Linked DNA regions of Mus musculus: regions 2 and 3 are each linked to region 1. The links are chromatin contacts, called in public Micro-C and promoter capture Hi-C maps. All regions are on one chromosome and are shown on one strand. The core of a region is the stretch at or near the end of the contact, and the rest is flanking DNA. Distances in the headings are between cores, read along the strand shown.

Evidence for each region. Promoter capture Hi-C pulls out the DNA fragments that hold promoters and counts their contacts. A called contact is a pair of places that touch in the nucleus more often than the background predicts.
Region 2: a contact with region 1 is called in a promoter capture Hi-C map of trophoblast stem cells, with 2.7 times the contacts expected there. The contact joins the enhancer-like site here to the promoter of Sox6 in region 1. A contact is called at or near these places in 9 of 39 promoter capture datasets (cranial neural crest, embryonic stem cells, fetal liver and 5 more), 1 of 15 datasets of contacts at CTCF or cohesin (the G1E-ER4 cell line), 39 of 484 Hi-C or Micro-C datasets (the AtT-20 cell line, the G1E-ER4 cell line, the HL-1 cell line and 27 more), 21 of 115 datasets of contacts at active chromatin or transcription factors (astrocytes, cardiomyocytes, craniofacial prominence and 15 more) and 2 of 9 other capture datasets (adipose tissue and embryonic stem cells).
Region 3: a contact with region 1 is called in a Micro-C map of the G1E-ER4 cell line, with 5 times the contacts expected there. The contact joins the enhancer-like site here to the promoter of Sox6 in region 1. A contact is called at or near these places in 10 of 39 promoter capture datasets (the HPC-7 cell line, embryonic stem cells, fetal liver and 7 more), 1 of 15 datasets of contacts at CTCF or cohesin (the G1E-ER4 cell line), 8 of 484 Hi-C or Micro-C datasets (the G1E-ER4 cell line, cranial neural crest, liver and 2 more), 10 of 115 datasets of contacts at active chromatin or transcription factors (cardiomyocytes, embryonic forebrain, embryonic limb bud and 7 more) and 3 of 9 other capture datasets (adipose tissue, embryonic stem cells and pancreatic islet).

Annotation. Positions count from the first base shown.
Region 1 is chr7:116,036,285-116,040,493 of GRCm38.p6, forward strand. It overlaps Sox6 (SRY (sex determining region Y)-box 6), which reads right to left and starts at 2,460. Exons shown (of 16, transcript NM_001025559.3): 1 at 2,393-2,460.
Region 2 is chr7:115,817,270-115,821,478 of GRCm38.p6, forward strand. The region is part of intron 2 of Sox6 (SRY (sex determining region Y)-box 6); the gene reads right to left. Among named protein-coding and RNA genes, the nearest start is that of Sox6os, 210 kb to the right of the region's middle. Within about 2 kb of position 2,057, at least 3 of the 459 cell types and tissues checked have an H3K27ac peak or open chromatin away from gene starts, as enhancers often do. A contact at or near this core is called in the G1E-ER4 cell line and trophoblast stem cells, where this site is marked.
Region 3 is chr7:115,895,883-115,900,091 of GRCm38.p6, forward strand. All of the region lies in intron 2 of Sox6 (SRY (sex determining region Y)-box 6), which reads right to left. Among named protein-coding and RNA genes, the nearest start is that of Sox6os, 130 kb to the right of the region's middle. Within about 2 kb of position 2,144, at least 2 of the 459 cell types and tissues checked have an H3K27ac peak or open chromatin away from gene starts, as enhancers often do. A contact at or near this core is called in the G1E-ER4 cell line, where this site is marked.

The DNA of each region.
Region 1 (4,209 bases), core at 1,210-3,709:
AGAGAGAGGTGGGATGGAGGTAGAGAGCACACCTAGGATGAGCCTGGAGAAATGCAGAGACTGGCTGTTTCTGCTTTCTGGAAAACAACTGGAGGGTTCAGAGTTTAGAGGCTGTGTGTTAAAATGGCTTGAAGGCTGGTTGGAAGGAAAGGAGTCCTTAACAAGAAATGTTGAGATTTCCATTGCTCACAACTGCCTCCAGATAGCACAACTAGAGAACCATGAAGGGTACCTAGTAGGCCAGATTTTTATTTAGCAGTGTTCCTTAGAACACTGGACCGTCCATAGACCTAACATCCAGAAGGAAAGTCCAAATCTGCACTTCCATCTGAGAAAGCTTCCCCCATTTGTGTCTGAGCAAGGCTCCACCTGGCCCAGCTCTGAATTCCTGAGCCTTGAACTCTTCAGCTGCCTCAGCTGCCTTCCTGAGAATTCAAACCAGAAACCCTGTCCAGAAACCCTGTCCAAATCCTACAGGTCAAACCAAATGACCTGCCCTAAAAAGCTGCAAAGAGAAGTGCCAAGATAGGTGTCAAAGACCAATTCGCAGGGAAGAGCCATTCAAACAGATGAGCCATTGCATAAGCAAACATGGGCGCCACTGGGTTCCTCCTAATTGCTGAGGCAGGTTTGGCTTTCCCAATACCAGCACATTGGTCTTTTAAAATCACAGAGTATTCTGGGATCTGGGAAGCAGAACCAGCCGACCAGAAAACAGGCCTCTGGGCTGGCGGGAGGCAAGAAGGAAAAGAAAAAGATTTCTGTGATCCAAGGCCCTAGTACCTTCTGAAAAGGAGCTCAAGAGACCGCTTTAGATTTCAAGTCATAAACTAGTACCAAAGTAGATGGCTGAGGGGCAAACAACCCAGAGCAGGTGACATATTTCGTCCCAAAGGAAGAACACTAAAGTTTGGGGTCTGGGCGTCACAATCCAGACTGCACTGGGTGACATGTGGCCCGGGGGAAGTAGGGGTGTGTGCTTGCTAAGGGTTTCCTCCAAAGCCTTGAGCACCAGCTGTACTACGCAAGTGGGTGAGGCAGAAAGCCAGGCATCCATCCGCTGGTCTGGTGGGCTTCCCACCTGATCCGCACGCCTGCGGGTTCCAAGAAGTCTATGAAGGGCACCCGACACCGCATCCCAATCCTGGAACACACAAGCTCACTTCTAGGGTCTGGAGCCAGCTCGACTTGAACCCAGCCTTTGAAATGCCAGGACTGAGAAGGGAAGAAGAGGCCAGCGGGTGGGGCTGACTTACCTGCCTGCTGCGGTTGCTGCCTGGGCGCCCGCTGTGTTTGTGTCCCTTTGCACCTCGACCAACCAAAGGCAACTCGGCTTTGTTAAGTTTGGCCTCGCACCTCCAGAGAAGAGGCACGAACTGGCAGAGACAAGGCGCGTTCCTGGAGAGAGGTTCCCCCTGAACTTGGGAAGGGCAATGCAATTAATCCTGCTTCAGAAGTTAATATTTAAAACACCCACGCAAAGAGAGAGAGAGAGAGAGAGAGAGAGAGAGAGAGAGAGAGAAGAAAGAAAGAAAGAAAGAAAGAAAGAAAGAAAGAAAGAAAGAAAGAAAGAAAGAAAATAGAACAGCCGTTAAAACCTCGAATTCTCCCTTTGAAAGGCTCTTTTACACTAACCGGGCGGATCATTCAGACCTACATGACTTCATCTTAAGGTGGCCAACTTCTCGCAGGAAGGGCTTCATGGCTACTGTGTAAACAGGACAAATATGTCACTCACTCCAAAACACCAAGGAGAACTTTTAACAAAACGAAGAGTATGTGAACGAGTGTAAAAGGCAAAAGGGAAGAAGTTGAAAAACTTTAATTACAGCGTGGAGAAAAGTTTTCGCCATTGGTCTCCTTAACCCTGGATGACAAACACCCAAGCGCTCTCGCAGCCCGCGGCACTTTTGTTTAAGTTTGGGAGAAGCAGATAGTATCAGCTCCCAAATAACAGTGCCCTTGGGACAGGCAGTGCCTCAAAGAGGTTGGAACTCGGGTTTCAGCAACAAAAGCAAACTGTGAATAATATTCTTCGTCCTTTAAGATAGCATTTCGCAGAAGGACAAGGCACTGCGCCTGTACTTTAAACGGATGGAGAATAACATTAAATTTCATCTGAATCTGAGAGTCATCCAGTTGAAAAAAGCATAGCCACGGTGACAAGAGCAACAGAGCACTGTCACAAAGGTAGGAAAAGTGGTAAAAATGCATGAACTTCTGTTTTCAAAGAACAATAAAGATAAATAAAAAGTAAGTTTTCTAGACATGCCTTTCCTAGCTTAGGAAAGTTAATTTCCCAATGTGCTTTTGCTGTCAAAGGTGCAAAGCCAAGGCGAGGGAGTGCGTGGCTGGAATCTGCATGCTGATAAGAGAAGGGTGATGTACTTACAGTGACAGAGGGCAGGCTGCGGGAGAAAAGCTGTTTGTGTTAGCCTGCGAGTTACCCAGGGCTGCAGTGAGAGCCGAAGGGAGGAGGCGTGGGAGTGCCCGTCTGCGTACACCTTCACCGCGTCTCATTACATCTGCCAGCCTCTCTCTCCCTCTCTCTTTCATTTCCACATTCCCTTTGTTCCTGAAAAAAAAAATCTACACGTCACATCAGAGTCCCCAGATGCAGTCTACACCAAAGAAAAAAATGAATAATTCAATCAAACTGTGCATAGTCTCTAAGGCAATAAATCTATCGCACTTAAAGAAACGAAGGGTAATTACTACCATAGAATTAGAATAAGGCCAAAGACCAGAGATGTCGCTGAGTCTCTGGATAAACTCCACAGTCAAATAAAGTTTCATTTATTTGATCCTTTTTACATCTTGAACGGGAAGTCAGACAAAAAATTAAACTTATTTTAGAGCTATTCGCATCTTTTGAAACACTGTCTAGAGAGTGGGGGAGGGTATTAGAGGGTCTACCTTGTTCAAAAGCTCCCAAAGACATCAGCTGAGCGCCCGGCACAGACACCAACCAAGACAATGCGTGCTGGTGGAGTCTGTCCAGAGCCCATTTCTCCCACTCCACCCTCCTCCACTCCCCTCTCAACAGCAGAGCGCCCTCCGCTAGCCCACAACTGTGACTCTACAGGAGGGCAGCTGTAATCTGAGAGCCTTACCTGCGGCAGTGCGAAGACCCCAAAGAAACTGTCTTTCGCTGCCACCAACACCCCGTGCCATTCCTACGCACCCCTCCAAAGTCCTGTAACCATCTAGTTCTTCCATCTGCCTACAAGAAACTGTATACCGGATTTCCCCCCCCACGACTGAATGGAAGCTCTATACGGAACTGACTTCTGGATATGCCTTGGGTTGAGTTAAAGCGATGTCTGGAAAGGAAAAGAAGGGGAGGAAAAAAGGAGGGGGCAGCTCAAGCCCTATCCAAGTTAGTCAGAAGGCGGTGTTAGGCGGGAAGCGCCTACGGGAGAAACAGCTGGGCTGCACACTGGCCGTGCAGATCGCAGTTCTAGGAACCGTGTCCTTCGTCCCTGAGGTAAGACTGTATGACTGCCGCATGCTTATTCTTTCACTGTCCGTGTCTCTCTTCTCCGCCCACAACTACCCCTACCCCTAGGGTCGGCCTGCGCGCACCCTAGAGGACTCCAGCGCAGCAAAGAGTTGTATATACCGGAGCCACTCATAAATCGTGGGTGTCACTGAACAGAGATCTGCAAACCTGCTGTTTGCCACAGCAATCAAACCCTCTGTCCTGCCAGTTGCTCACTGACCCAGGGTACTCAGGCCGCACAGTGGGCAGAAGCCCGGACCAGCCAGATCACAGGGGACGGGAGGGGGGTTGGGGGGACTGCAGGCTCAGGTGACGCCAGGAAAGCTCCAGCGTCCCAAACGGGGCTAGTTTCCATCCTAGAAGCGCTTCTGCCTGCTTCGGCGATACAGAAGCGCAGGCTACGCGCACGTGCGTGTACACACAGAAAGAGAGTCATTCAGTCATTCAGTCACGCACGAACGCACGGCTGACATTCCGGCCCAACGATCCATCTACAAGGGCCCCTTTAACAGTCAATTCAGCTCTCGGAGGAGCCGCTGGGAAACTGGAGTTCGTGGAGGAGCCCATGGGTGCCAACTGCCAGTGCAGCCTTTGTTTACGTGCCTCGGTCGCCACCTTGAGGTGGAGCTCAAGAGTGCGCTGGGCTCAAAGCCACTACGACCCATCATGCAGGCAGAGCTGGCAGCCAGGACGACCTCCGGGACAGT
Region 2 (4,209 bases), core at 807-3,306, 220 kb before region 1:
TTAAATCCAGGTCTACCTTTTCAGGTGTGTTAGGGTGTCCTGGATTGGGCGAAGTGGGCGTTCTGGGTTCTGATGATGGTGAGTGGTCCTGGCTTCTGTTAGTAGGATTCTTACGTTTACCTTTCGCCATCTGGCAATCTCTGGAGTTAGTTGTTATAGTTGTCTTTGTTAAAAGATTGTTCCTCTGTTGATTTTGTTACCCTCTATCAGCAGGCGTGGGAGACAAGCTCTCTTCTCTGAGTTTCAGTGGTCAGAGCAGTCTCTGTAGGCAAGCTCTCCTCTCTCAGGGAAGGTGTACAGTTATCTGGTGTTTGGACCTCCTCCTGGCTGAAGGTGAAGGCCCAAAACAGGATCTTTCCCAGAAGCTGTGTTGCTTTGGCCAGGAAGGTGGCCAGTTGTCTGGAGTCGAAGATGTCGCAGCCTCAGAAGCTCTGTGGCTCTTGCCGGGAAGGTGGCTGGTTGTCTGGAGCTGAGGATGGTGCCGCCCCAGAATCTCTGCGACTCTCTCGCCCGTCCCAGAAACGGCTGGCACTCTGTATTCCACACGGTCACCCGTGCAGCCTGCCCTCCGCGGAGTCCCGGAGCCAAGAAGGCTCCCGCCGGCGCCTGTGCCACAAACCTCTCAGGCCAGGCAGACCCCGTGCTCTCACCAGGAAGGTGGCCGGCTGTCTGGAGCTAAAGATGGCGCCGCCCAGAAGCTCTGCGACTCTCTCGCCCGTCCCAGAAACAGCTGGCACTCTGTATTCCACACGGTCACCCGTGCAGCCTGCCCTCCGCGGAGTCCCGGAGCCAAGAAGGCTCCCGCCGGCGCCTGTGCCACAAACCTCTCAGGCCAGGCAGACCCCCGTGCTCTCACCAGGAAGGTGGCCGGCTGTCTGGAGCTGAAGATGGCGCCGCCCAGAAGCTCTGCGACTCTCTCGCCCGTCCCAGAAACAGCTGGCACTCTGTATTCCACACGGTCACCCGTGCAGCCTGCCCTCCGCGGAGTCCCGGAGCCAAGAAGGCTCCCGCCGGCGCCTGTGCCACAAACCTCTCAGGCCAGGCAGACCCCGTGCTCTCACCAGGAAGGTGGCCGGCTGTCTGGAGCTAAAGATGGCGCCGCCCAGAAGCTCTGCGACTCTCTCGCCCGTCCCAGAAACAGCTGGCACTCTGTATTCCACACGGTCACCCGTGCAGCCTGCCCTCCGCGGAGTCCCGGAGCCAAGAAGGCTCCCGCCGGCGCCTGTGCCACAAACCTCTCAGGCCAGGCAGACCCCCGTGCTCTCACCAGGAAGGTGGCCGGCTGTCTGGAGCTGAAGATGGCGCCGCCCAGAAGCTCTGCGACTCTCTCGCCCGTCCCAGAAACAGCTGGCACTCTGTATTCCACACGGTCACCCGTGCAGCCTGCCCTCCGCGGAGTCCCGGAGCCAAGAAGGCTCCCGCCGGCGCCTGTGCCACAAACCTCTCAGGCCAGGCAGACCCCGTGCTCTCACCAGGAAGGTGGCCGGCTGTCTGGAGCTAAAGATGGCGCCGCCCAGAAGCTCTGCGACTCTCTCGCCCGTCCCAGAAACAGCTGGCACTCTGTATTCCACACGGTCACCCGTGCAGCCTGCCCTCCGCGGAGTCCCGGAGCCAAGAAGGCTCCCGCCGGCGCCTGTGCCACAAACCTCTCAGGCCAGGCAGACCCCCGTGCTCTCACCAGGAAGGTCTGCTTTATTTCTAAACCCCATGATTATTTTGTCTCCTCCCAACATTTCTTCCTTCTGTGAAAGGCCCCAAACAACCACAGGCTGTTAACATGAAGATACACTTTACAATGCCATAGCAACAAAACTTAAAACTAGGTAGATCAGAGTTTTCCTCAGCACCTTCCCTTGTTTACACAGACGTATAAGAGTCTCAGAAGCATCCCAGCTGCTCTTTGCCAGCCTGCCTCAACTGTGTCAAGCCACCCTGCTGATGTCTCTCAGGCCCTCCCTGCTAGCCATACTTAAAATAACCTCAGGACAGGGTTTTTCTGTGCATCAGGCTCAACTCTAGCAACCTACTCTAAACTAGCTTATCTCTTTCAGTTCCTTCCTCTTTCAATGAATTGCTGCCATTCTGTCTGCCTCCACTGTTCTAATCAAAACACATCAGTAGCTTTCCTCAGGAGACACAGTGAGATCTAAACTCCTGACCCAGGCATTCAAGACCCTGCACCCAGACTCATCTGACTTTCCTAAGCCTTTTCTGGGCTGTACCTTCCCTTTCTGCCCTGTGTACACTGGTACCCTCAAGCTCTGTTCACACTTGCTGTTAGGTTCTACCTGGCCCTGTCACTTCCCTCAGCTTCGTGGAACCAGCTGGACCATCCCAGGTACTGTGGTCCTCTCAGGAAGTGCTCTAAGGAAGTCATCCTCACAACGTGTTTATTCAATAGTTCATCCACACAACCTTTTTCTAATGAAAGAATGATAGACTATAAGCAATTGTATAGATTACCCCAACCAGACTATAGAGTTTCCAAGAAAGAGAACAAAATTTCATGTTTCTCTGCATCCATGGTGCCAACCTAGTACAATATTTGGTATAAAGACGACATCAGTAAATATTACCCAGTTGTTTAAATGCTATTAAATAATTAAGGAGAAACTAGAAGGGTATTAACTAACCAGAAAAACAGTAGCCATGATAGAAAATTTAAAATGAAGCTTCTAAACTTCCATACTCTATTAAATGTCTCCTCTTTACTCACGCCCTGATCCATTAAATTCATTTCAAATTTTAAACATAAATACAATTAAAAAGCCAAACCAATCAATTTATTTTTCCAGGAACATTAAAAAGATAAACAAATGAGATAGTAAATGGATAGATGATGGTTAGACAGATGAACATTGGAAAAATCACTAAAAACTTAGAAAAGCCATGCCCTGTGCTCTGCTACTACACATAGTGTGAGCTCATGTTCTCAGACTACAACAGGAGTTAGGAGACATCACTGTCCTGTTTAATAATGAAACCAAGGAATAAAATTATTCTTATTCTTATGCTTATTAAAAAAATAAAATATAAGGCCAATTGAGATGACACATGTCCTTAATCCTATCACTCAGGAGGTAGAAACAGGAGGATAACTTCAGGTTCAAAACTTCCTCAATCTACATAATAACTGTGAGGCCAGCTAGGACCACAGAGCAAAAAACCTCCATCTCACAAAAAAAGAGAAAATGAAACAGCACTCACCCAAAGGGCATACCAAGCAAACAGAGGACAGAGTGTGAAAGCTGGCAGTCTAGAATTACCACATGACTCCTTCCTTACAATATAGTCCCTCCATATAGAATATCATTATGAATATTCTGTGTGTGTGTGTGTGTGTGTGTGTGTGTGTGTGTGTGTGTGTGTTCTAAATGCTCACTTAGTTCAACTTTAATCCACTCTTTTCTATTTTCTTTTAGGCCTAAAGTATAGCCCAATGGCAGAGTGCTTTCCTAGTCCTGGAGTTGATCCCTAACACTTCAAAAAACAAACGAAAGATAATTTCTAATCCTAGAGTTGGAGGTATTTGATTACTAGATATCTACTGAAAGAAGGGATAGAGATAAAGACAGGCAGAGAGAGAAGAAAAAGAGAAGGAGAAAGAAGAGAAAAGCTGTGGTGGTTTGAATGAGAATGGCCTCCACAGGCTCATATATTTGAATGTTTAGACAAAGTTAGTAGAATTGTATGGGAAGGATTAGGGGGTGTGGACTTATTAGAGGAGATGTTTCACTGTGAGGTGGGCTTAAGCCATTCCCAGTTAACTCTTTCTCTGCCTCATGGTTGTTGTCTCAACATGTAAGCTCTTGCCTACTTCTCTAGCACCAATACCTGATGCCTGTTACTACTCTCCCTGCCATGGTCGTCATGAACCCTAACTCTCTGGAACTGTAAGCCCCAAATTAAAAGCTTTCTTTTAAAAGTTGCCTTGGTCTTAGTGTTTTGTCTTGGCAATAGAAAGTAACTAAAACAAGAAGGAAGAAGAGGAGGCGGAAAGGAAGGAGAAGGAAGAAGAGGAGGTCAATGACCCGGCCATCCAGACTCTCATTCCAGGTACTTTGACAGCAAAATCACTTGAGCAACTAACTACAGCTTCTATACAATACAGGAGACTGGGAGGTGCGCTGTAGTGTCTAAGAACTGTTTATTAATGTAAACCATCCTTTTCTACTGTGCATTTTCTGACTAGCATTGATGACCCACATG
Region 3 (4,209 bases), core at 894-3,393, 140 kb before region 1:
TCTAGACAGAATTAAGATACAGGTCCTAAGAAAGAACGAAATCCACATTTATGAGTTAGATAAAAAGGAAACCCAAAGAAGTGTAACATGTAACAAGAGATTATAAATGAAAACTAGAGTGCACTTTGGGTGTGGTTCGAGGGCAGCTGAAGGCCTTTCGAGAGCTGAACAAGCACACTGTCACTTAGCACTGCACGTGTACCTTTCCACAACTGTGACATATGTCGATGGTAACAGCTGTTAGCTTAAATTTACTAAAGTTCCTATTGTTTTAATTGCTTCATTGTGACACAGATCTTATGTTTAAGTATTCATCATAGATAATTTTCTACATTCTTTTGGATTATAAAAAAAGAATTTCTAACTCTGACATTTTTACTATTACACATTTTTACTATTATAAATATAATGTGCCACTCAGGCATCATCAAATACCTCCCACAGGTAGTATTGTAATGTAGTCAGGGAATAATTTGGGACAAGAAAGAAGAGGAAAGCTGGGCATAGTGGTACATGCCCACAATCCCAGCACTCAGAGACTGAGGCTGGAGGATCATGAGTTTGATGCCAAGGTGAGCTACATAATAAGACCTTAAGAAGGGAGGGAGAGAAAGGGAGGAGAGAGAGAAGTGGGAGGAAAGAAAGTAAAGACAGACATATTTAGAAACTAGGAAATGCTGTTGCTTGGTAATTTTCCCTAAGTACCATTAGCAAACCAACCATCACCTATCCTGTCTGCTTTATTCAACTGGCATTAAGTTCACAGCGCTTTCAGGGCACCTCTGCTTCTGATCGTTCTGATCCTAACAACTGAAGGTCTAGAGTTATCTTAATTGAAGGAACCAAAGAACTACATTTAATTAATACCACTTCATTTAGGACAAATATCTAGCATAAGGTGTCCATATGTCACCCAGTGACATAAGGACAATTAAAAGAATCAACACCACTTTCAAAGCTCTCTTGAGAGTTCAGAACTCCTGCTCTTAGCTAAAAGGCATACACCAATGTAATTATAGTCCAAGGTAGACTGGTGGGAACTTTCAAGGATTCAAAGCAGTTTGTGACTAACACTGAAACAGTGGGGACTAGCCATTGCTGTTGTTGGGGACTGAACCTTCAGCTTTAGCAGAGCCCGCAGCACCACTGACCAACATCCATCCCACTCTTAAGAAGTTGACGTTTACAACCAGTAGTTAAGGAGGTGAGATTTCAGTGTCAGAGTTATATCAGATATATTTGGCCATAAAACTGTCTAAACCTGAAATTCAGTTTTACATTTATCTTTTTTTACAGTCTCAAATTTTAACCAGTCTTTTTTTCTAAGACAGTGAGGGTCTCCATTTTTGTGGTGAATCCAATCACCCAACAATATTTTTGACTTAATAGTTGCAGTTCTTGAAATGCTCTCATGCCACGGACTACCCAAGGCACAGCTTGTAAATCATTGTGCAAGAAGGGTTAGGCTCACAGGTATAACCCACAACTTGAGGGCCATTAAAGGACCTCCCTTGGTACACCGGATTTGGAACATGGCCTATAAAAGTTCAATCAGCATTTAGTCACCCACCAAGCAGTCCTCACTTGTCACATCTAGTTATATTTCTAGTCATTGATGCATTAGTCCTCGAAATAGCAGCTGTTCAATTTTTTATTATCCCCATCACCACCAAAAAATATATTGTTACTATGTGCTATTCAACACACCCTTAACAGTCAAATAGGAAAGGTCACTGTGTTTAATCAGGGCAGTAAGTGCATGCGGTCTGACCCCATTTGGAGGGAGCAACCAAGTAACTGAGCAGTATGAGCAGGATGGGGGTGGCAAGATTGTGCAATAAGGCATCATGAAAAGGATAAGTTTTACTTTATATGTGACCGGTTGTCCCTTTCCTTTAGTGCTGATGTTAGTTCTGGAGCTAACTAATACTTATCAGCTCCCAATCACAAACAGGATAGTTTGCATTCCTGTTATACAAGGTCCTTCAGCATTTTAACCAACTGAATCCTTCTAGTCACAAACACATCACATCTCCACATCAAGAAAGAAATACTGACAAAATTTTATATCATTTTTCCAGTGGATGGACATATTATCAGATAGTCCATTTAGTCATATTACATAAACAAATTATTGTGAAATAGTTTGAGGCAGGGTATCATATAGGAAGATGTCTATAAAGTTGTTATATAGCAAAGGCTAACCCTCCTGTCTTTACCCCTGAAGTACTTGGATTACAGATGTCTGCCTGGCTACTAGAGTGTGGGGAATGGAATCCAGTCTGTGGCATGAGTCTTGTCATGCAAGATGCGGTCTTGGCCAGCTAGCTACTTCCTCGGCTTATCACTAGCTGCATTATCTTTTACTACAGTGCTTATGGACATCAGTTCTCTCCTTCAACTTTGTGGGTTCTAGGAATTGAACTCAGGTCTTCCCACTTAGCACCAAGTGAATTTACCTACCACTAAACCCTGTTGATAGACCCACTGGTTGTATATTAAAGTGGGAAAGCACTCAGCATTTGACCCTTTATCCCCAACGTGATCTAAGAGGAAGATAAGAGTCAAAGTCTAAGCCTGAGGATGTAACTCAATAGTAAAGAACTTGCCTAGCTGACATCCTTGGAGACTGAAAAGTATTTTTCTTAAAGAACCAATTGTAAAGTTTCTTTCCACATCTGTAACACTTTGTAGACTTCCTTCTACACTTCATTCCAGCCACAGTAGTGAGCTTGTGTCTATATGTCTGAGTACTGTCACTGATGTTTCTGCCCCTGGGAATAAGCTTAGTCGATCATGTCCCTCACAGCAGATACAAACGGTGCTGCTAAAGCTTTGATTATGTGTCTGAAATAATTCTAAGCTAGAACACAGAAAGATTTGGTATCTTAGACCTTGATTTTTGTGACCATTACCTGATTCCAGTGGTGGCTTTCGTGATGCAATTTTCATTTAAATGCATTTTGATAATCTCTTTCACGTCACTTTAGACAGACCTTTACTGTATAACACTACAATCATTTATATATCTAGATCATCTTCCCCTCTAAATCATCAACTCTGACACAGAAAGCCCTTGTATTTAGATGTGATCTAGCCCAGGAGAATGCCTGGTTCCTAAGCACTTACTAAACATTTTATTAACCTATAGAAAACCACATCAAATATTCATCTGAAGTGGTGTATTTATGGTCCATATGAGTTAAACATTAAAATACCTAGGAGAAAAGTCACGTGATTTAATTCATAAAATAAGTACAGAAAAAGTGATGGCCATGAATATGTAAAGATAATTTCCATTTTCCTTGGTGTTTTTCAATCTTTGGGTTTCTATTGGATATCACACTGAATGTCAGATAGTACACCCTCTCTTACAAAATTGAACTAGCTGCTAAATGTGCTTAACTATTCTGCCTCCCAGTCCATCATACAGGATAAAGAATAGCATTCACCCCAATCAAATTTGATATTATTTATAACTGAGAGCTCCTCTGCTCTGCCAGTGGAATTATAGATATTAATTCTTCAGTGTTCTATTGATGACTTATTAATAGTCATAATTCAAACTAAGTATTAATTGAAAATGACACAAATACCAATGGTTGTATGGATTATAAACAACTTATATCTGTGTTTATTGCTGTTACATCACATAATTTAGAATGTAATCAAATTTCTTAAAAGGTAATGGTTTCAAGAACTGAAAATTTGGGCTTAGAAATTTTTTTTGTTGCTTCTTCATTTTATTGTATTTTTGTAGGGTTTTTGTTTTCTTAGATAGAATCTGACTATACAGCCAGGCTGGCCTTAACCCTCCTGGGTGTTGGGTGTATATTAGCAGGTCTAGCTCTTTAAAATATAATTTATACATTTTTGTTTGCTTTTATATATTTTGAAAAATCCAAATTATCTTTAAAGCTGTTTGCACATAATGATAGACAAGACACTGAGTTGCAGGCTTAACAGACAAACATGAACTCTAACACACATCTTCCTATAAGAACATGAACTATAAATGTTAGATCTGGGACCAGTGATACCACCAAATTGTAAGAAGCCAGAAACAGACAATGAAAGTCTTGAGGAGTGTGAGCCTCCAGCCTCCAGGCTTTGGAGCCTGACTATCTTTCTAAGCCACATAGTCTCAGTGCTTTGTTAGGACACCCACACTCCTAGCAGAAGTCTTCTTCAAGTACAAGTATTTCAAAA